Linked DNA regions of Mus musculus: regions 1 and 3 are each linked to region 2. A link is a contact called in public promoter capture Hi-C and targeted proximity ligation data. All regions are on one chromosome and are shown on one strand. The core of a region is the stretch at or near the end of the contact, and the rest is flanking DNA. Distances in the headings are between cores, read along the strand shown.

The links. Promoter capture Hi-C pulls out the DNA fragments that hold promoters and counts their contacts.
Region 1: a contact with region 2 is called in a targeted proximity ligation map of astrocytes, with 4 times the contacts expected there. A contact is called at or near these places in 7 of 39 promoter capture datasets (the 3T3-L1 cell line, cranial neural crest, embryonic stem cells and 3 more), 3 of 484 Hi-C or Micro-C datasets (all in embryonic stem cells) and 3 of 130 datasets of targeted methods (astrocytes, embryonic stem cells and forebrain).
Region 3: a contact with region 2 is called in a promoter capture Hi-C map of hippocampal neurons, with 5 times the contacts expected there. A contact is called at or near these places in 2 of 39 promoter capture datasets (hippocampal neurons and pre-B cells) and 1 of 130 datasets of targeted methods (astrocytes).

The regions. Positions count from the first base shown.
Region 1 is chr19:30,547,780-30,550,885 of GRCm38.p6, reverse strand. Dkk1 (dickkopf WNT signaling pathway inhibitor 1) reads left to right here and starts at 1,390. Exons shown (of 4, transcript NM_010051.3): 1 at 1,390-1,752; 2 at 1,940-2,108. The coding sequence starts at 1,507.
Region 2 is chr19:31,662,600-31,665,769 of GRCm38.p6, reverse strand. Prkg1 (protein kinase, cGMP-dependent, type I) reads left to right here and starts at 1,400. Exons shown (of 18, transcript NM_011160.3): 1 at 1,400-1,799. The coding sequence starts at 1,489.
Region 3 is chr19:30,174,137-30,176,965 of GRCm38.p6, reverse strand. Gldc (glycine decarboxylase) reads left to right here and starts at 1,525. Exons shown (of 25, transcript NM_138595.2): 1 at 1,525-1,975; 2 at 2,464-2,542. The coding sequence starts at 1,706.

The DNA.
Region 1 (3,106 bases), core at 141-2,640, 1.1 Mb after region 2:
TCGATCTGTTCTTAAACATTATCCATTCACATTTCTTATCTTTTGTTATTTCATGACAACTGTCTCTTTTAGCACTGTGATGGTTGGATAAAAGACTGACTTTAATAAAAGTCATTATTACATACATTACCGCTAATTTATAAGCACGGCATTCTTATGTCCATGTTGTTTCTTATTTTACACACTGGGCGAAACCCCTTCAAATTCATTCTCTGATTTAGGTTCAGCACTTCTTTTCCAGGAGGTCCTCTGTTATCTCCCTAGAGGGTTATTCCTCCTGTCCTGTCCTGTCCTGGACGAGGTTTGATTTGGGATCAAAAGCAAGCCCTCTCCTGCTCAGCGATATGAAACACTAATGAGAAAGCCGGGAGCTAAGCCTTCGGGTTTCTTATCTTCTTCTATTAACCCACCGCTGGGAACAGGGAACCAGGGAAAGAGGACTGACCAGGCTCAGGGACCCTGTCCGCTCTGGCTCAGAGCCACTTTGATCTCATGTGTCTGCTTAATCAAGTTCATCTACTGCTGGGATTGACCAGATTCAAAGAACCACATTAAATAGTTTGATTATCGGGTGCCTATTTCCCTCTCCCCTCCATCCCTGATTTAATTTCCAAACGGCAGTCTCTCGCCTCCACCCCCAACCCCCCCAAACTCACCATCAAAAGCGAATTAGTTCTTCCCTTGGCATCCTCATTTGATGTGCAAATTTTCTTGTCTTTGCACATTTTTTTTTCTCCTGGTGTGTGTAGGGTTGGGTGGGGGGAGGGAGGGAGTGGGAAGTGGGGAAGCAACTAGACAAACTTAAAAGACAAGAACCTCATTTGCAAATCGCAACGCTAAAGGGTTAATCAGCAACTATAGGAGCCACCTGGGCTTTTCACAAAACCTTTGATGAATGGCTGCTCGCATTGTATTTAATACTGAATATTATTTGCGTGCGCAGAAAGCGAGGGTACTCATATGGGGAAGAGAAGAAACGTGGTTTTGTATATTCTATCACTTTTAACTCTGACAAGGATTTCAGACAGAACTAACCCAGCCCCACAGCAGAACACTCAAGCTCACAGAGTGCACCCTCCCGCCATTTATTTATTTATTTATTTATTTATTTATAAGTTTGGGCTAGGCTCTAATGCTCTAGTGCTCTAGTGACCCACACTCTAAGGTGAGCTGGACAAGGGGACCACAGTGCAAGGGAGGGGCGAGGGGAGAGTGTCAAAGTCCTCCCTGCTTCCGACACACAAACACTCCCCCTCCCAGCTCCTCCCAAAGCTTTGAAATCCCATCCCGGCTTTGTTGTCTTCCCTGAGGAGCTGGGAGGGCTGGGAGCCTGAGTATAAAGGCAGCCAGAGGTGGCGGTGGCGGTGCAGAGCTGTGCGCCTGGCAGCCAGAGACTCCACCAGCGGAGGTCCCGAAGTTGAGGTTCCGCAGTCCAGACTCTGCAGCCAGCCGCCGTGCAAAGTGACCTCTCTTTTCCTGACCTTTGCCTGTTTGCGTCCTTCGGAGATGATGGTTGTGTGTGCAGCGGCAGCTGTCCGGTTCTTGGCCGTGTTTACAATGATGGCTCTCTGCAGCCTCCCTCTGCTAGGAGCCAGTGCCACCTTGAACTCAGTTCTCATCAATTCCAACGCGATCAAGAACCTGCCCCCACCGCTGGGTGGTGCTGGGGGGCAGCCGGGCTCTGCTGTCAGTGTGGCGCCGGGAGTTCTCTATGAGGGCGGGAACAAGTACCAGACTCTTGACAACTACCAGGTAAGAGGGGTGCTGTGATCCCGACGGGGGTCTCAGAAAGATCTAGGTGTGTGAGATTTGGGGTGTGTTTGGAATCACTGCATTAAGAGCAGCGCGCTTAAGGGGCTTTTGAAGAGGCAGATGGGGACCTTGAAGGTGTGGGTACCAGGATGCTTGAGTTGCTCACCAGTCCGCTCCCTTCCCACAGCCCTACCCTTGCGCTGAAGATGAGGAGTGCGGCTCTGACGAGTACTGCTCCAGCCCCAGCCGCGGGGCAGCCGGCGTCGGAGGTGTACAGATCTGTCTGGCTTGCCGAAAGCGCAGGAAGCGCTGCATGAGGCACGCTATGTGCTGCCCCGGGAACTACTGCAAAAATGGTGAGTCTTGGACTCCTTTTTAAATTAGAACCACCTTGCCTTTGAGGACCCAGGAATCAAATGAAATGCTCTGGTTCTGTCAAAGCTAAGGTGGCGCCACCTGCAAACGCGTGCTCATGCAAGGGTTCTCCTGACACATCGTCACTGGCTTGTGTTTGAGCACTTGAAAGTTTATCTTTCCTTGCCTCCCTCTGTGATCTAACAACAAGACCTGAAAGTGGACCCTTCCATCAAACAATTATCTTCAGGGAGCCTTGGGGCACTTGAGAAAGGGGGAGAGGTCGTTCTGAAAGGGGAGCCAGACGTTTTTTTCTTAAGGTGGACTCTGCGTGGCTTTGCCAGTCTCTCTTTCCTCTAAGGCTATTACAACTGTTGTCAACGGGGAGCTAGAATGATTAATCTCTGCTGGCCAGCTTTTAAAAGAGATCTCTGTACCGCTTACACCCCTAGCTCTCCATCCCTTCTCCCCTTTCCCTCCACCCTCAACTACCTTCAAAGAAGTACTGCCCCCACACACACACACACACAACCACAGATCCACAAAATGTTAATGTCTCAAAGAAGTCTCCAGAAATAAACTTGAGGGGTGGCTAACTTCCTAGGTTACAGCAGCATTCCAGAGTCAACTCACTAAAATCTCCGTAATATCAAAATTATACAGTAAAGTAACTAGCGGGTGAGATCGCAGTCTTCCAGGCAGCCGGAACTGCATTGCGCAGCTAGCACCCAGAGCAGAGAAGTTATTTTTTAAGATTAATTTCTTTTAAGTGACTGGATTTCTTTTTCCTAGCCCAAAGGGTAATATTAAAATAGACAGAAAAGTCTCTACTGCCTCCACTACAATTAGTAGGAAAGCATTTAAAATGGCTATACCTGAGGCGTTCCATACGATTCGACAGTACACTCATTGATACTGCTTTCTCTGGGGAGTTTTGGTAAATAGAAAGGCAGCAACAGCAGTGAGGTAACTCACAGTGGTGTCTGTATAACCCACTGCT
Region 2 (3,170 bases), core at 151-2,650:
GGAGTGTGAAAGAATAGCAAGTTTAAAGGTTCCCTTTCTTTCTTTCTTTCTTTTTAAGCTATAAGTTTGGACAAGCTGGTGAAGGTTTAGTTAACTATTAGGCACTTATGTAAGCATTAGGTAAATATTTTGGGTATTCTAAATAAGTGTTCCCAAGATGAGAGACCAATTCTTGGACTGAAAGAATGCCGCCTTCTTGCTAGCAGTTTAGCCCACACTGAGCAGTTGGTTCTGGCTGGTGAAGTGGTTGGGTTGAGAGCTAGTGTAGTGGGTGGGACAGTGCAATTACAGCTCCTGTAGTTTTCCCATCCTTTGTTGATCTTACCTCTTCCCCAAAGTTGGCAAAATTTTCTCATTAACTCCTGGGCTGTTAGGAAAGTAACGTTGAAAAGGTATGGTTCCCTTTCTGAAAGAATGTTTTGGAACTCCGCTGTGTTTTTTAAGCCCCCACCCACTTCACCAAATCCAGCAAATGGAAGAAGCCAGGCCTCTAGGGAACCATTCCGCAATTGATACTAGCACAAATGGGAGGGACCAGGGAGCTGCTGAGAGGCCTGCTCCGGCCCAAAATCCTTTGGGGTTTTGGCTTTTGCCCCTAGACGAATTCATTGATCTAAGTTTGGCAGGCAAGAATAGGGAAAATTAGGAGTGTGGAAAGGCTTGGGGGCGGAGGTCAGATACCCATCCTAACCTTCCTCAAAGGCACCTGGACGCCCGTGGAAATCCCTCCCAGGCACTGTAAGCTCTCACCTTTGGAGAGGCAAGTTTCTTTGCAAACCCTAGACACCTGTGTGAGGCGCTCCCCGTGGGAAAGGTGCTGTGGAGGACGCAAGCGCTCAGCCACACTGTTTTCCTCTGTGAGGCTGCGGTCACAATCCCTCCAGAAGTCAAAGCTGTTAGCACGCACAGTCTGCTCTGTCTCCCTTGGTCGCCAGGAACCTAGCCCCACATTCTGTAGCCCGGAGCCCGCTGACGCCTCCAGTTTGCTCCTGGTCCTCTCCCTCCCACCTCTCCACCTCCGAAGTAGCGCTCCAGCCTCGCTCCGCCCGCACAGCCCCAGCGCCCCCGAGCTTTATCAGGCTCCCCACACACATCGCTGGCTTCCTTTGGCACCCGGCGTTGGTGACCCGAGCCGAGCAGCCACCGCCTCCGAGCCCAGTCTCCCTCCTCCCGCCCGTGGGTCACTGCGCCTCCGGGCTTTGCTCCCCAAAGCGCCGCGGCTCCCACCGCCTTTCAGGTTCATCCTGGGCTGGACCTGTTTTGCTCATCCCTAAACCCGGAGAAGTGGAATCTGCACACTGAAACTCTCTGTGGCTGGAGCGGCGGACTGGGCATGCTCAGAAGCCAGGCTTGGCTTTGGTCTCAAGTCGAGGGAAGCTTTTGCACTCGCGAGGCAGCGGCGACTTTAGGGAAAGTTGATCCGAGAGGGGAGGAAGCCCCAAGACGCGGAGCAGCGGCAGGCAGGAGCCCCCGGCAGCCCGGAGGAGCATGGGCACCCTGCGGGATTTACAGTATGCGCTCCAGGAGAAGATCGAGGAGCTGAGGCAGCGGGATGCTCTCATCGATGAGCTGGAGCTGGAGTTGGATCAGAAGGACGAACTGATCCAGAAGCTGCAGAACGAACTGGACAAGTATCGCTCGGTGATCCGGCCGGCCACCCAGCAGGCGCAGAAGCAGAGCGCCAGCACCTTGCAGGGTGAACCGCGCACCAAGCGCCAGGCGATCTCCGCGGAGCCCACCGCCTTCGACATCCAGGATCTCAGCCACGTGACCCTGCCCTTCTACCCCAAGAGCCCACAGTAAGCAGGGTTACGCGCCCGGGTCCATGTGGCGCCCAGGCGGTGGGAAGCTGCGGGTCTCTGTATTGTCTGTCGGCCCCTGCCCCTCCCGCTTGCCATGTCTGTCCTCATCCTCAGAAATGTCTCATTTTCACGGCACTTCTTGAGGGGCTGTGCACGTTTCTCAGGGCCAGACTCCCTGCACATCCGTTGCCTTCGTGTCTTTGTCAGATGCCAAGGTATTTTTAAAATATACATACATATACGTTCATATATGCCACCTACTGTACATAGTTTGGACGCGCCCCAGGTGTGTGTCTGACCGTGTGTGTGAGTGGCTGTTGAACGGAGGAACCAGAATCCCCTTCTTCCCCAAAGCCCCAGCCAACCTGGCCAGCCGGAAAATCCTAACTGCAGGCTCATCAGACTGAAATGAAATGCGTTGATATTACCCTGACTTTCCAAGCTCTTGTGGCTCTCCTGGATTTTTCTACATGCCGCCGGCGCTTCATGCTGGTACCGTTCAAACCTGAGGTTCTGTCACCATCAAAGTGTAAAAGAATAAGAAAATATACATATAAAACAGAAGAATTTTTAAAATTTTCCTGAGTTGGATGACATTTACAATCCATAAATGGAAACCTAGTCTGTTGATTTTTTTTTTAAAAAACAATGTTTTCATAATATCCAAGAGAGAATATTACTTGTTTTTCCTAAAAGAATTTTCACATGGTTCCCAATGAACACTTTCATTTCCCCCCAGAGGGTTAATGTGTTTTCAGGGACAGTGTAGTCAAGCACATGCTATTTCCAGTGGGGACCAAGCTGTGTCTCACATTCAGGTCTCAAGCCACTGTGCTGCTAGCAGTTCTTGTGTGTTAGAGAGCAGTGTAGTTTTAGTGTCAGTAGGATTCATAACTTGGATGGGGACCCTGAATGAAACTTGTTACACAACACTCGAGCCCAGAGTCCATATGGAGAGTGAACAGCAGGGATGGGACAGCAACAGAACCAGAACACCATCTGAATGGCATTTTAATTAATAGTAATGACATAATTGGTAAAGCAGAGGATTCTGTTGTCCTGCTCTTAACTACATAACACGGCTGGATGACACATGTTACATAATAACAGAAGGTCCCTGGGAACCCTTTACTTCATAAACACAGGGGATTCATAAGAAGAGAAAGTAAATGCTTGGTTATTGCCATTTGTATTTCTTGGATGGAAGGGCTCAGAAGTACACATTACATACACTTTTGAGAACTTAAAAGTCAAATCTATACATGCTGGCCCTCCCTACCCCATGAGTCATTTACGGGCTTAGCTAAAGACGGAGTTTGGATTCTGTGGAGTAGGGGAGAGTTGATAAGGAGAAATATTTCTGAGATT
Region 3 (2,829 bases), core at 276-2,775, 1.5 Mb after region 2:
TTGACCTTGAACTCCTGATCATCCTGCCTCTCTACCTCTCAAGTATAGTGATTACTGATAAGTACTGCAGAATGCAGCTTACCTCAGTAGAATATGCTGTTCCCAATAATCATGTACATTCCAAACTACTAAAAATGTCCTCATTCTGATGTTTATATAGAAGACCAAATAAAGTTATGAAGTCAGCTTGTGTGGAAATTTGGCAATCCAACACTGGGTCTAAATGATTCCCTAAATATGTGCTTCCTGTAGCAATAGAAATGAAGGGATTCTTTCAGAACATTGGAGTCGTCTCCTCTTCTGACCTGTCATTTTAACCTACAAACTCATCACAGTAGTTAGCCCTCCCTACAAGTCCTTCCACTGGAAGGTCTTAACTTAGCAACTATTTGGTCTAGCAAAGACCTGCCTGCAACAGACACAGTAGTCGCCCCTGAAAGTTTAGGCAACACTGTTTCTTGTGTCTTTCCCAAGACCCAGTTTCTCTTTGCCTTCAACTCTAAGGTCATCGTTAAGGATGTGTATAAAGGTCAGATAGGCGGGTCCCAGGTTCCTGTCCTTGGGGGTCAGCTTCCTGGAGATGCTTTTGCTTTCATTACAGTATCTGTTTAGGTTTACTCAGGAAATAAAAATATAGCCAATATACCAACAGCATACTCATGCATTCCACGTAAAGGAAGACTGAATTTCAGGAATGGGTGCATATCAAACCAGTACAGAGAAGACGAAGGAGACATACAAAGGAGGGAGGGAGAAGACAGGTGCTGGGGTGTAGCTTGGTGCTAGTTGGGAGATCGGGGGTTTGGTTCCCATCGCATCATATCTCAAAAAAAGTGGGGTCAGGGGGATGGCTCAGTGATTGAGAGCACTTGCTACTCTTATGGTTGGGCTATCAGCACCCACATAAAAGCTCACAACAGCCTGTAACACCATTTGCAGGGAATCTGATGTCCACTTCTAACTTCTGCAAGCATTCGGCATGTATGTGATACACAGACAGACATTTCACCCAACACACAAATCAATAAAAAATAATATTAAATCTTTATTAAAAGATTAAAGCATAAGATATTTTAGGGGCTGTGCTCTTTGTCCAGATTTCATAACTATGAAAGAACCTTCCTTTGCCCATAGTGGTTTTCATGAGATGTGACCCTAAAGTCAGTAAGTGGAGACCAGCTAACTATTGGAGTCTTCCTGTCTTCTGTCTCAGTGCATTGCTCCAGGAACTTCACGAATGTTAGGGCTGCCCCAATGGGCCCTACAACCCGGCCAGTGGGCCTATAGAGCATCCCGAACCCCTGTGTAAGAAGAGGGATTTGGGACCTTAAACTTCCAGCATCAGGCAGGGGACTCCACCCTGCTGCTGAAGAGGGGAAAGAAGTGGGAGGAGGTGGGAGACAAGGAGGAGAGAGAAAGGGAGGGCCCTGCCTCGCCCCCGCCCTGCAACCCATTCCCATTGGCTAAAGGTTTCCTGGCTCCATCCTACTGCCCGCCTTCGGGCGCCGCTTAAAGTGTGCGGAGCAGGTGCCTGCTGAGGCGGAGGAACTTTGCAAGAGTTAGTGCAGTTCGCTGTACCCATTCATTGCCCGCAGTGGTCGGGAAGGGGATCCAGGGACTGCGGCGGCCACTCCCGGGGCATTGGGGCCAGAGGAGGGCCGGAAAGCGCTGCTGACCCTCGTGGGCTGGGGAGGTGACGGCGTCCATGCAGCTGTGTGCCAGGGCATGGGGGCTGCGCCTGGGCCGCGGAGCCGGGGGCGGCCACCGCCTGGCTCGGGGCACCGGCTTGAGTTGGGCGCAGCGAAGCCGGGACAGCAGCGGCGGCGGTGGCGGTGGCGGTGGCGGGGACCGCGGCGCGGCTGGGGCCTCGCGCCTTCTGGAGCGCCTCCTGCCCAGACACGATGACTTCTCCCGGAGACACATCGGCCCCGGAGACAAAGACCGGAGGGAGATGCTGCAGGCGCTGGGGCTGGCGGTAAGGCCCTCCACCCTCCACCCTGCCGGAGCTCTGCCCGCTGGGCCTCCCGGCTCCCACCTTGCCTTCCTCCTCCGTCCCGGGCCCCAGCTTGAAAGCGAGCTCGCTCTTAATCGTGGTGCCTTCTCCTCTCTTAACTTTTACTCTGTTCTCGCTCTTCTAAAGTGCATTTAAAAAATATCCCCAACTCCAGACGAACCCTAACTTTGCAGGAAAAGAAGACTCCCTACTTAGAGTACATTAATCCGGTCAGCTCCAGTTGCAGCTCCCGAACCCGGAGTAGCGGATTTACCATCCGGCTCCATCATTTTTTTTTTTTTTCCTCCAAAAGATTTCTGCTTCCTGATGTTTCACTTTAAAAAGAACTCTTAATTAGACGATTTAAATGAAGTTCCTACCAGCCTTTGAAGATAAACTGAAGTGGCTCTCTTAACTCAGGCTCTTTGCTCTGACTGTCCTGTTCACCAGCTTGCGTTTTTAAATTTTAGAGCATTGATGAGCTCATCGAGAAGACGGTCCCCGCCAGCATCCGCTTGAAGAGACCCTTGAAAATGGAAGACCCTATTTGTAAGTGGCCGGGAGGACTCTCAGGGGTTCCGCTGCTCTGCCTTCTATAATCTCTGTCCGGCTTTGGGGTTGGATTGCTCAGTACTTGACAGGCCCTAAACCGCTGGGATTTTTCTTCCCTGAGGAAAACCTATGTAAGCCCCTTTCATGGTCTTTATCCCTGAGTTGCTGGCGAGGCACCTACAAGCTTTCCCAAAGAAGGCTTTGCAAAAGACACGTGTTGGATTAGAAGTCTCCACCTCATGCACGCCCACCGGAAGGGCTTTTTGTTCCTTTGAGCTGAGAAG